2 separate regions of the Gossypium hirsutum genome follow, and region 1 is linked to region 2. The links are chromatin contacts, called in public Hi-C maps. All regions are on one chromosome and are shown on one strand. The core of a region is the stretch at or near the end of the contact, and the rest is flanking DNA. Distances in the headings are between cores, read along the strand shown. Region 1 has its middle 5.4 kb from the start of LOC107940543. Region 2 has its middle 13 kb from the start of LOC107940538.

Region 1 (7,385 bases), core at 2,962-5,461, 51 kb after region 2:
TAATCTTTAAATTTTTATTTTATAATTTAACTGAAACAAATAAACAAAGAAGCGTGGACAGAAAACTTTACTAATAGTTAATTAGCATATATTTATAAAATTTTATTCACTACCATAAATAGAATTCGGAAGACTTCTAACCGTTTTAAAAGTCGGAAGTGAGTGAGGACATAATTATACATTTTCATTATTATTAGATCTGGTGTAACTAATTATGAGGAAAAATGAGGTCTCAACATAATTCAAATGGATTTAGTCAGCTTAAGGCTTATTCCAAACAAAACAATTTCAACAGTTTTCACCAACCAAATCTCCATGCACCAAAAACACAACAAAATCTCTTTTAACTTGTCGGTTCTAATTATAAAATTAGTCAATTTTAGTCTTAGTACTTCTCAAAATTAATTTTATATTATGTGTACAGTTGTAAATTCGGTCCATATTCTTTAATTAATAATTTAAGTCTCTTTACTTTTCAAATTTTAAAATTTCAGTCTCGATAGAAATGCTAGTTGTTGATCCATCAACTGAATTTTTAGTGAGTAATAAATAAAAATAACTAGTTGACATGACATTACACATATGATAATTATGTTCGGAATATCAAATTTTAAAAATAAAAAAACTTAATAAATTTAACAATTATTATTTGATGATTGAAAAAAAATTTAATTAAATTCACACCTTCCACAAAATTTAACTTTTTGGAAACAATAACAAAACAGGAAGACACAGTGCAGGAAATTCAAAGGAAAAGGCTAATTATTTCAAAGATTTGACATTAATTTGTATTTACACAAGTCGCCGCAGGTGACTCTGACTCTTGTTTACCATTTTAAACCTCTAAATATTTAATAAGCTGGAATTTTTCAGCATATTCTCAAACGGAATGGTGGGGTTGTGGGGGGGGGCCGTCCATGGATAAATAGCCCACAGTTAGGCATACCCTTGAAGGCAATTTCATAGCCTTGGTAAGATTTGAAAATTTGCCACATAATATTAATATAATTATAAATGAAGTTTTGGTAGTAATAAAAAAAGTTGAGATCCTACAGTTTTGATGTCGTAAGTTTGAATATCATTCTTCGTAAATCATGTTAAATTGTCTTTATATATGTATTGAATTAAAATTCACCTATGTGATTATAAATAGTATGATTACATTAGTTAATAATTTTTTAAATTTTAGTGAATTACAAGAGGAGGATAAAGTCCTAACAGCAATACTTGAAGCGATGAATACCTTGACCATCAGGCCAACACACGAGTTTAATTTTTAACCTATTTTAAGCCCTCATTTAATCCCTCGCACAGCATGTACTAAATATGGATATTTTAAAATTCTTTAATTTTTTTTTACCTATTTGAAGGATCCTTAGAGTAACATATTTGGTATTTAAGTAAGATAGGAATGGAATACCTTTGATAAATCATTACTATTTTCGTTATCTTAGACCAAAAATCTGCCCTGCACCATTTCTCGATGCATATAGAGTGGAACATATATAACAAAAGTTGAGATGATCTGGAGCTATTTTGGATGACCAAAAAGGACATGCAAATGCATGAGAGTATAAGAAAAAAATATCTATGATATGATGCATGGCAAATAGAATATATGTTGAAACCATGATATTCTCATTGAGAAACAAGAAGATACAGAATAGGCATTCATTCCAATGATACCGCCATGTGCATTCTTGCAAGTAAAAGAAAACAATACTACATGACATACAAGAAAACAGAACATGAGCCGGCAGCAGCTCTTATTGCAGTGATAGTAATTTATCTATGTAGCCATAGTAGCTCAGTTGTCGGGAATGGTTAGCCGAGGGAATCTCTCTATTGAGGCTTCTCCAATGGAGGGTGTCCTGGATAGTGACCATATGGTGGTTTTTTGGGAGACTCATGTACTGGTGGTTTAGGTTCTGGCTTCTCTTTCTTTGGTGGTGCATAAACCGGTGGCTTTGGTGGCTTAGGCTCATACACTGGTGGCTTCTTTGAAGGCTTATAAACTGGTGGTTTGGGTTCTGGTTTTTCTTTCTTTGGAGGTACATAAACTGGCGGTTTAGGCTCAGGCTTTTCCTTCTTTGGTGGTTCATACATCGGTGGCTTGGGTTCATGCTTTTCTTTCTTTGGTGGTGTATAAACTGGTGGTTTAGGCTCAGGTTTTTCCTTCTTTGGAGGTTCATATACTGGTGGTTTCGGTTCAGGCTTATCTTTCTTTGGAAGTGTATAAACTGGTGGCTTAGGTTCAGGCTTCTCCTTCTTTGGTGGTTCATAGACCGGAGGTTTATGTTCATATGGTGGCGGTTTCAGCTTAGGAGGATTATGAACAGGAGCAGGGGGCTTCCCATAGTTGGGAGACTCGTAGGTACCAAAAGAGGGAGTGGCGAGAGCCACCACTCCAAGTAGCAATATTAGCAAATGGGTAGTAGCCATCATTGAGCTCTTTGCTTTCCATGGTGCTATGAGAAGAGCCCTTTTTATAGTGGTAAAGGAGCCTTATTGTTAGCCCCAAGTGTCAAACCATTTTCTAGTTTTAATACCTTTCGAATTAGTCAGCTAGATGTTATTAAATCTTTGAAGTAATTCATAAATGAAATAGGGTCCATTTAGGTCCCACTTAGTTGACATTTTAGAGCATGGATACATGGCCTTACTCATGGTAGAAGAAATTTATACAATTGTGCTAGTAGATATTGAAGAAAAATTAGCTCTTTCTTAAAACGAAATTTATACAAGTGGTTCTATTTTATTATTTCTTTGTTTTTATAATTTCAACTTTTTGATATAATACTTAAAATTATTCATAATCATTTTCTAACTCATAAATAAGAGGATAATGCGTTTTAATGTACTCGAACTTACGTCCTCCTGCATTGACAATAATACTCATACCAATCAAATTAAGACTCAATCAACCAACTATACCATTTTAATTTATATAAGCTTTTAGAAATCATATATAGTTTTTAATTTTAAATTCATATCCCTGTAAATATGTAGTTCCTAGCGTCCAAGTGGTATCACGTGAGTGAGTGCCCAACATTTCATTCCCACAAGAAAAGAAAATAAATACATACATACAGACTGTATGAGATATATTTCTTTTTCTTTTTGAAAGAAAATAACAAAATAGGTTTAGGGTTAGTTGTTGAAATGAAATTGTAGGTACAAATTTGTCAATAATGGAGGTGTAAACTTGAACTACCAGTACCACTCTCATTTCCATCATTCAACACCGCTACAGCATGTGAACTAGCACCCTCATTTCCCCTAGCAATTGCGTGTTATCCAAAGTTTAATCATGTGTCAAAAAATTTGAATTAATATTGACAATTGTGTACATGTTTTAGAGAAGGGATTATATGCAACTGTGATTTCATGTCATCCCTACCTCTTTTCAATAAGAAAATGACAAATCAGATTTTTCTCTTGATTTTCAAGAGAAAAAATCTGATTTGTCATTTTCCTATTAGAAATGGGTAGAGATGACGTGGAATCATAGTTCCATACAATCCCTTCTACATGTTTTGACACCGTAGATTATGAAAATTGTGTAGAAAGCAAATAGAATTTGAATATAAACACTTATATGTTACATATTTAGATAACTATTATAATTAGTGGTATCATTGAAGTGAATATCATTAAAACATTTTAATTACATTCTTTAATTTGTAGAGGAGCGTGAGAATTAAAATAATTACATTGTAATTAACCATCATTAATTTTAAATTGTTTTAAAGATTTTATTTCTTTTAGAGATATAATTACATTTTTTTACAACTACCTCACTAGAAAAGGATTACGTGGTACGATTGGATCAAATAAACTCTTATATCCAGTCGTCTATGAACCTTTCAATATTGTTTTATTCAATGTTTGCTCAATTAGTCTTTTACCCGCAAAATATTAGGTTCAACAATAATGATATCCTCTAACATATCAAAACTTGCGGTCACTCCACCAATAGCAGAAATCGTAAGAATTAATACATAAAATAACTTTTTATTTAATTAACAATCATATAAAGCGGAAAATATGTTAACCATTAGGATCAAGCTTAAACTTTTTTCTTGACTCTGTTATTCAAACATGTTAATAATATTTTATCAATTTCAAATAGTTATCGGACTATGGACCTTCATTTTCCATAGAAATGTAGCCATAAAAAAACTAAGGCCTCATTATTGAGCTAGGTTAAAAGAAAGGCCTCTTGGGGGTAGGAGACATACTCAAAAAGGCTTAGAGAAAAAGATTATATGGGCTTTTGACCTTTAAAAATATTGGGTTAGATGATTCTTGATGTTAGCCTAAAAGGCTAAGAAAGATATGGGTTGAATAATGGCTTCATTGGTGAATTGTGATTCAGCTTTTGATCGATACATGGTTAATGACATTTGCATTGACAGTTTGGAAGTTTTGTTGAGTTTTTATTTATGTATCCAATAATTTATGAAAGGAAGTTCACATATGCAAACACTTTGCTTGAAATAGTAAAGTTTAAAGGAAGGAAGATTTTGAGGCATTAAGCTTATACTTCATATTATATGCATGTTTTTTTTTAAAAATTATATGTGAAAAAGATAAAAATACTCTAAAAATTATATTTGTTGCTTTATAAAAATTTTGATAATTTCACAACTGAGTTGAGACATGATTGAGAGTAAGATTAACTCAAGCAAAGCTTTAAATGATAGTACTGATAGATACTAGTATGAATATAAGTAAAGTAAATCTCTCGTTAATTTGTCAAGACTTGTTTGAAACAGTGGTTAAAGTTTTTGTGAACTTAGATGACAAATCATATCATCCATTTCCTCTTTCTGATATTGTAATGATAAAAGGTATAATGATTTATTTGGCCCTTTAACTTCATAAAAAAAATTATTTTAGTTCTTCATTTATTTTTTTTTACCTCTTTTAACCCTTAAACTTGTGTGACTTGTCAAATCACCTCAAAATAGATAGAACTGGCGTGGCACACATGTAGATTGCCACATTTGCAATTAATTAATTGTTTAAATATAAAAATTCAAAGAAAGTATAAAAATTATAAAAAAATTATTTTAATATTTTTAATTTTAAAAAATTAATTATTCGCTAATGTGACATCTACGTGGCAATCCACGTATATGTCACATCAATAAAGTTAACAGATGTTGACTTTTCGATCCATTTTAAGTTGATTTGACAAACAATACAAGTTTAACATTAATAAACGAAAAATTAAAATAATGTTTTTTATAAAATTGGAGAGGCAAATAAATCATGACAAAAAAAAACACTCAGTCAATTTAAACATGAATGGAACAAATTAAAGCAGCAAGGGAAAATTTACGTACCAGTGATAAGATTTAAATCACAAGCCACGATTGCTTCATCCTGCCTGAAAGGCTGACCAGATTGAAGGATTGGAATCCTTGTTCCATGTCCACTGAAGTAGAAAAACAAGACATCCTTTGGTTTAGCCTTTTTCGCCATTTCATTAAGTGTGCTTAATGCTTGCACCTGTAGCCAGAAGAACCGGCGTCGAGCCTGGTGCATCAGTCAAGACCTGAACATTGCTTGCTTTCATGAAATCCTAATTTTCCCTCAACCACACTTTTGATGCGATTCACATCGTTACGCATCCCTGCAACTTGAATTCGGTGTTGGGACAATTCATCCTACAAGAACAGCTCTCTTCATCCTACAAGGACCAAGACACTGCCTATCTATCCATCACCACCCTGTCTTTACAAGTTACAAATTGAAAATACAATTGACTTGTTTGATAAAATTATTACTTTACACTATTTGTATTATTATAATGTATTTGATTAAATTAGTGTCATTAATCGGGTCTAAATTCAGTTATAAAATTATCAAAAGTTCATTCTTTTTATTAAGTAACAGATATTATTTTGAGGGTATATAAGTCTTTCTAATACTTCGATGGATCATAAAAATACATATACATGGTAGAAACCATGGGACTTAAGCACAAAACATCCTCAATGTTATCATTTCAACCAAAGCTACATTTAATTTTTATATCAATTTTTTTATAAATTTGTTGCATAATTTTTTTTACTCATATTGTAAGTGTATCGTAATCTAGTGTATGTATATATATATATATATTATAATCTTATTATAGGTTTTGTTGCCAATACAGGAGGACGTTGGTTCGAGTGTGCTGAAGTGTATTATCCTCTTATTTATGGGCTGGAGAGGGACTATTGGTAGTTTTAAGCATTGTGTCAAAAAGATCAATTATGATCATAGGCTATAATGAGATTATTTTAAAAAAAAAGTACACAAGAGAAAACAAACATCCCACACACTAAACAAAAAAAAAATATATCCACAAGATTATTTAAAAGATATTACAATAAGATCATCTCAATCTAAATATATAAAACCGAAGTTTAATAAATAAAACATATGCATATAGTTGTGATTGTGAAGCTTTTAAAAATTGTCTTTTTTTTCTTTAATTTGTTTGTTATATAATTTTTTTTCTTTTTTATTTATTAATTTTGGTACTCTAAATTTTAAAGTTTCTCATTTACCTTGTTTAAATTTGGTTAGTAAAAAATTTTAATGTGGATCCTTGGTTTTTCTGCTGCAGGTGGTGTGCTGCATAACAATAAAGGGGAGTGGATCCTTGATTTTTCTCACTTCTTGGGGAAATGTTCTGTCGCGACTACTGAACTATGGGGCTTGCTGGATGGTTTGCTCATCGCTCAGAAACAAGGCTATGATGAGGTCATCATTCGTTTAGATAATCTTGAGAATGTGATCTTGATTAGTGAAAGTAAGGCTGGTGGTTCTAATAATGCACTTATTAAGAGGATACAACAAATTTTGGCTTCGGAAGAAAATTGGTTCTTGACTTATGTTCCTAGAGAAACCAATCGGGTTGCTGATGCTTTGGCTAAAATATCCCTATCTAATGGTTCCTCCCTGCGTATCTTCGAGTCTCCTCCTTCCAGGATAAAAGATATTTTGCAGGATGATAATTTTGTTGATAACTCTCTCATGAATCATTTTATGTAATCGATTGTTTGGTTTACCAAAAAAAATTATGTTGGTTAAAATAATAATTTTATCTATTTTTAACATTATTCATTCACCAGTCGGTGCAACTAGAATTGGTCAGAATGAAGCAGTGCAATCATCACAAGCCAAAATTTACACCAATGTAAAAAATAGAATCGGTCGTTTCGATTTATTATGAAATGGTACGGACCAACTAATGCAACCGAAACCGACTACATTGTTCGGCAAACCTCACGCTAGAAAATTACTAAAAACATATTGGACAAAATAAAAACCACAAAAAAAATGTTACAGAAACCGCAACCAGTAACTTACTCGAAGACCGATGTTGT
Region 2 (7,277 bases), core at 3,454-5,953:
ATATGTTCCTTTATCTCTTGCGGAATCTTAACCAGTTGTTCTTGCATTTGTGACTGCATTTGCTCTTGTATATCCTTTTGCATCTATTCTAACTTTTCCAGTCTTTTGTCCATTGACTTAGTCTTTTTCCTCGTACCGTAGGGATGCGTATTTGGTGTGTTTTGGTTGGTTTCTAGATTACTGAAATAATTTTTTAATTAATTAGAATCTTATTATGACCTTTGATGCATATGATGTAATGTAATGCAAAATGCATGAATGTAAAGGAGACATCAATTCTGATTCAATTCCTGTTAGGAAATTTCACTAGAAAATAAAACTCTTTACATAAAACTGAGTTACAAATACGACTTTACCCTAACACTCAGGGCCTTAATTTTCCTAAGCAATGAAGCTAGTTCTTGTCCCCTATCTGACTCCAGCTCGTACTTCACACTTAATACATCTGCTTGTACTGCCAAAGACTGCAAGTAGTCAGCTACTTCTCGAATTTACGTTACAGCCTCTCCGATGATGTAATCCCTGCTTCTAACTTGGTCCTGAGAGTGATGAAGTTGATTCTTCCATTACTCCTCATTTGCCTCCAAGAACTCAATCCTCATTTCACAACTCTGCAATACAGTTTCTAACTCTTCTATTTTCCCTTTCATCTCCTCGATCTTACTTAAGATTGCTTTCAACTTAGTCACAGAATTACGATTCCGGCATAAACATAGAGATCTATCAAGTTCCGCCACTCTGGCTCTTAGTTTATCCTTCTCATTCTTACTCTCTGACAGACCTCTTTCCAAAGCTTCGTTCCGAGCTTGAGCCTCCTAGAACCTCTTTTTCCATTGATCTGCCTTAGCCCTTTCTTCTCGAACCTCTTGGCGCCATTGTTCCGAAGTTTTTCCTAGCCCAGCAATCCTCATTGATAAACGCAGCTTCTTATAATCTGTTTTCAAACTTTCCAAATCTTCCTCAACTTTACCCTTCCTTTTCTGTAGCTTTTCTGCCTCTGACTTTTGAATCTCCACTTCTAACTTCAAGTGCATCTTTTCTTCTTTCAACTGCTCAATCTTCTTCCCGAACTCAGAACTCTTCTTCTCAAAATCCTGCTTTATAATTTCCAACTCAGACGGGGTAATTTGTAACTGTTCCTCCATTGGTCGAGCACTTTCCAAACTTGGTCTAGGAATATTGTCATTGACTCTTTTCCTAAACCATCCATTATATTCGGGTGTTACCATAGAACCAACAGTCAGCCTTTTCATTCAGTGGATTTGCCTCCAAGCATCAGACAATTCTCGAACCTTCTTCCTATAGTGGTCTCCTTTATATGGAAGTTCACACTAGGCCAACCCGTGCGTCGTAGGTATGAACTGCCTCGACTTATACTGCCTTAGTACAAGTAAAGGAGTATATCCAGTAGCTCCCCAGGTTCCTAATAATGGCACCTAATTATAGCTTCCACATCGATACAAGATTTCGTCAGGAACCATCCAGAAAGCCCTCCACTCTACATCATCTTCCTTGAGATTTTGGAGAATTTCCATCCATTTCTCTTCCAAAATATCATCTCTCATTTGCATTGCTATCTCTTCTTTTAACGGGAGTAACCTTCGGAGAAAATTCGGTACGATACCTTATCTATTTTCCAAAAATGCCCGTGAAACCATACCATTAACAACTGTGCACAACCAATAAATCGACCTTCCCCTGCCTTCCGGCACATGCTCAAAGATCTAAACGTCTCGGCCAGTATTGTAGGTACAAGTGTGACTCCTTTACCGAGACCATCAAACAGATCAGTGACTGCCTCATCAACATGTCTTAAAGCCCTAGAAAAAATCACCAATCCATAGATGCTTAAGGAAAAAATTTCAAACCTTTTCTTCTCATCTGGATGCGTCAAAATCAAATCTCTCAAATTTTCCTAAGGAATACACTTACTATCCCCCTTCTGTTGAATTCGAACAGTGACCCAAGATTCACTCATCCCCGAAATATTCACCAGCCTCTTTGCAAAAGTTTGACTATTAGTAAGCTCAGCATAAATTTTCCTGGCTTGAGCCTTTGGACTCCTCAACAAAGTAGTGTATTCTTCTAAGGTAGGAACCAAATCTACTTCTCCAAATGTGAAACAATTATAAGCAACATTCCAAAATTTAGCCATACCTCGGAACAAACGCTTGTCCACCTTAACATCGAGCAAGTACGGTATATCACCATAACTCTGGTAGAATAACTGTTTAGTGCCCTCATCCTAACGAGTCCATATATCCTTCAACTCCTGCAGCTCATGCTGTGTTACATTGATGCGGGTAAAGTTCTGCAACTCTAATGTATATCCTTCTATCAGGCTATCCCCTTTCTTGGTTTGCAACTTCTCTGACCATGCACGGACGGCCTCATTATCCTCAACTTTACTAAGAAATTCATTCTCCATGTTAAACTTTCTAACTTAGCAATCGAATACGAACCAACACCTCCTTTAGTATGCAATGTCATGCAAAACACAACCAAAGCACAAGTTAGTATCAAATATGCGCAATAAAATACAAGTATAACAATAAAGATAATCATAACACACAAATGGGTAATGACTAAGGTTTGACGTGGCTCTACCTAAGGATAGTTCTTAAGGTTCACTATATGAAGCTCGATTCTAGAGTAAAAGGTACCCGAACCAGCAGATTCCTCAATCCTCACCCATTATAGGCTCATATAGATTGAGTTCGGTTCAGGGGAATACATTTTCCCATGCGGAGATGAAAATCTCATGGAATCATAGGTACAGATGTATCCCGAAAGTAATCCACTAGCCCATACGAAGGTGAAAACCTCACGAAATCATAGTTTCTTACTCCCACTTAATATGTATAACCACAACAGTCATGCACTGTAATGCCATATTTATTAGACAAGACTCGAAACACAACCATCACACAAGCAAATGCAATTAAAAGAATCATAATTTTTCAAAACAAATTTTCAATTAAAAGGATAGCAAACAATCAATTTTATGGCCTGACTCTCTTTGTTCAGTCCCCAGTGGAGTTGCCAAGCTGTCGAAACCCTTTTTATTTTGAAAGCAATGGGGATCGACTTTTTGAAACGAAAATGTGGAGTCACCACCAATCTCTTTATTTAGGTGCGATTGGGCCACCTACTAAAACGCTTTATTCAATGAAAAATAAATAAATTTGGTTTAGGTAAAATAAAGAAAAATGGGTTCGGGAGTTGGTTACGCATGAGGAAGGGTTAGCACCCTCATTACGCCCAAAAACTGGTACCAAATTGATTTGATGCTGTCCTTATATCAAAAGTTTTTAAAAGAAAAGATTTTCCAAAAAAATGTTTGAATAGCTCAAATTAGCGGTTAAAAATCTCTCGTTTCAAATATATGTAGTTTCATACCCAGTACGATTGGATACGATCCCTTATACCTTTCAGATGTGATCGATTTTTGAATTTTGAAAAAAACTCATACATTAAAATTATAAAAGGTTATCCAAATATTTGGTTCACCGGAAAAGTCATACCCAATACGATTGAGCACGATTTTCCGAATTCCCCAAATATTAGATATTGCCTTATTTCAGAATTTTTGAATAACAGAAATTTAAAAATTTGCTTAAAAAACATGTTTATTTATTTTAAAATAGATGAAATACTTAATGCATTGTAAAAAAAAAGTTAATGAATATGAAATAATATACAAAAAGCACAATAAACCTCGCTTAATACATCTAACAATCATTCTAGGTATAATGTAATCAAAGATTCTTTAAGCATGGATAGCGAATAATTATTACAATAATAATAATAATAATAATAATAATAATAATAATATACACGATAATAAAAATATTACACACATAAATAATTTTAGAAAAAAGGATATATACATAGAAAATATTTACATAACTTATACAAAATTAATAACACGTACTATAAAAATAATAATTTAATATGGGTAATGAACATATGAAGAAATTTTAAAGATAATTGTATGTTCAAAATAATATTGAATAAAAAAATGAATTATAAGATTGATTTGATTTTATCATAAATTATATGTAATAAATTTTAGGAACATAATTATATTCAAACCTATTAAAAATTACATGAATAAAAACAATATGACTTCTATGATGCATGTAAGTATTAAATATACGTTAAATAACAACTTAAATAATAAATTCTCAAAAGAATATAAACATTAAGATATGTAAAAAAAAACATAGAATTAATAGCATACACAAACCAAAATGAATTTTACTTCAAATAATATACCAATTATTAAAATAATAGGACAAAAACAAAAAAAAATTACAAAATTCAGCTATCAAAACGACCCAAAATATCACAACCAATGATTAAGCATGTAAAAAAAATGTATGTGCAATAAAATAAAAAAAAAATAAGACTTAATTGAAACAAAATTGAAATAGGAGAAACAATTTACAAATGAAATAAAATAAGAATAAGATCAATGTGCCATGCGCACAAACATGTAGGAACCAAAATTGTAAATACCCCGCCCCACAACGCTACACTAAAACACAGATCAGAGTGAAAAGACGCACAATTATATGGCCAAATTCAAAAAAACAAAGTAAACAAATTAAGCGCAAATTGAAAGCCCAGCGCGACATGAAGGATTTGATGCGCAATTTCCCCATTTTGTGAATGGGTGTGCGGATCCTGCTAATTAAGCGGGTCAGCGCGCGGGTCTTAATTCCCTTGGAACGGCGCCGCATTGAAAGTGTGCCCTTAGGCCTTCATTTGCACCTTTTTTTTCCAGAACAACACCCATCTTTTTAATTTGAAATCAGAACGCAATTTTTGCTACGGTTCCTTCTGCATGCGGCCGAATCACCATCAGATTTGGTGTCCAGCGGCGCGCGAAACCATTCCCGATTCTGCTGCTGTAGGTACTCGACCACCCATTGAGGAGTTTGGTAAGTATTTTATTTTATTTTACTTTATTTGAAAAGAAACTCAAGTCTCATACTATTTAAAAAAAAAAAACAAAAAGAGATTCATAAAATACGAAGAGTTTCGGTATTGCTTGACCTCTCGCCCTCACATCCGCATAGCAGAAATATTTGGGGCTCTCATCGGTCTCCAGTTATGTAAAAAAAATATGAGCAAACCAAGAAGAAAATAAAAGGAAAAAAAACTGGAAAAGAAAAAAGAAAAATAGGAAATCACCTCTATCAATCTTAAATTGCTTTCCTCTATTCTTTGTGCGTGTATACAGATATTGTGTACCTACAGAATCAAGGTACAAATAATGGCTTTTTATAGCCCAAATTTACAGAATAAATGAAAAATAAAAATACATTTTCCCTCTGTCATTTGGCTGTACATTCTGTTGCTGCTCCTCGTATATTCTTTTGCAGGTATGGTGCAACGACTGTACGGAGAAAGCCCCTCGTGAAAGCTGTGCGTGAGAAATCGTCTCTCTGGTGCACTTCTAGTATATTCCAGGGGCTGCTGCTGAAATTCCCTTTTCTGCTGGGCTCTTTCGGATTTGGGCTAGACTTTAGGTTTATTAGGATTGGGCTTTAATTGGGTTAAATAATGTATTTGGGCTACTTTTTATTATTTTGGGCCTGATGATGTAAAATTTGGACATGATCATAGATATTTCAATTTATTTGGGTTTATTTAAATAAATTAAATGGGCCCGGGCAAAATTGGTTGACTACAGCTGCCCCTCTTTGCTCATTGACGTGTAACGGGAATAGAGCAAAGACTTCAAAAGAACCGATTTTGCTTGGTCTTGTTCAATTTTGGCTTTTTAGCTTTTTGGTGCTTCTCTTTTCCAAACACCTTTAGGAAGATGAGGTTGATAGGTTAAATCTGCTACATTGTCGATGCTACATTGCCGATACATGGAGATAAAATTCACCATTTTCAATCTGCTCCACTGCCACTTCAGGGAGATAAGATTCATTCTTCAACCTGCTCTCATGCTACCTCAGAGAGATGAGGCTGGTGGTAAAATCTGCTTCATTGCCTGATACATGGAAATAAAATTCACCATTTGCGAAGATCTGCTCCGCTGCAATCTCAGGGAGATAAGATCTTTAATTCTCAGTCTACTTCCTTGCTACTTCAGGAAGATAAGATAAATTCTTCAACCATCTGCGAAGATCTGCTCCGCTACAAACTCAGGGAGATAAAATCTTCAATTCTCAGTCTGCTTCCTTGCTACCTCAAAAAGATAAGACCTGCTCTCCCGCTACCTCAGAGAGATGAGGCTGGTGGTAAAATCTACTTCATTGCCAATACATGGAAATAAGATTTACCATCTGTGAAAATCTGCTCTGTGACGACTTTAGGGAGATAAAATTTTCAATTCTCAGTCTACTTCCTTGCTACCTCAGGAAGATAGGACTCATTCTTTAACCTGCTCTGTTACTACCTTAGAGAGATAAGGCTTAAAAGTAAAATCTGTTCCATTGCCGATACATGGAGATAAGATTCACCATCTACGAAGATCTGTTCCGCTGCAACTTCAGGAAGATAAAATCTTCAATTCTTAGTTTACTTCCTTGCTATCTCAGGAAGATAAGACTCATTCTTCAACCTGCTCTCTTGCTACCTCAGAGAGATAAGGCTTGGTGGTAAAATCTGCTCCATTGTCGATATATGAAGATAAGATTCACCATCTGCGAAGATCTGCTCCGCTGTAACTTCAGGGAGATAAAATTTTCAATTCTCAGCCTGTTTCCTTGCTACCTCAGGAAGACTCATTCTTCAACCTGCTCCCTTGCTACCTTAGAGAGATGAGGCTGGAGGTAAAATCTGCTCCATTGCTGATACATGGAGATAAGATTCACCATCTTCAATCTGCTCCACTACAACTTACTTCAACTTTCTCCACTGCAACTTCAGGGAGATAAAATCTTTAATTCCTAGTCTGCTTCCTTGCTACCTCAAGAAGATAAGACTCATTCTTCAACCTACTCTCTTGCTACCTCAGAGAGATAAAGCTTGGTGGTAAAATCTGCTCCATTGCTGCTACATAGAGATAAGATTCACCATCTGCAAAGATCTACTCCACTGCAACTTCAGGGAAGTAAGATCTTCAATCTTTACCAACGTTGCTACACCGCCCTCTTGGGGACCTATCCTATAGACTCTATTTTATATGCACATGCTTATGCCAAATTATTAGGATGCTATGACCCAATGCTCCTAACTAAATGTGTTATGGATAATATATGCAAAAATGAGGATGATTCTATTTTAACAATTTAGGGTATTGTCACTCGTTGCTC

Evidence for each region. A called contact is a pair of places that touch in the nucleus more often than the background predicts.
Region 1: a contact with region 2 is called in a Hi-C map of leaf, with 2.9 times the contacts expected there. The contact joins two enhancer-like sites. A contact is called at or near these places in 14 of 34 Hi-C or Micro-C datasets (anther, callus, fibers and 4 more).

The regions. Positions count from the first base shown.
Region 1 is chrA02:5,164,645-5,172,029 of Gossypium_hirsutum_v2.1, forward strand. It overlaps the pseudogene LOC107940532. Among protein-coding and RNA genes, the nearest start is that of LOC107940543, 5.4 kb to the right of the region's middle. Within about 2 kb of position 4,212, at least 1 of the 9 cell types and tissues checked has an H3K27ac peak or open chromatin away from gene starts, as enhancers often do. A contact at or near this core is called in leaf, where this site is marked.
Region 2 is chrA02:5,113,273-5,120,549 of Gossypium_hirsutum_v2.1, forward strand. No RefSeq gene overlaps it. Among protein-coding and RNA genes, the nearest start is that of LOC107940538, 13 kb to the left of the region's middle. Within about 2 kb of position 4,704, at least 1 of the 9 cell types and tissues checked has an H3K27ac peak or open chromatin away from gene starts, as enhancers often do. A contact at or near this core is called in leaf, where this site is marked.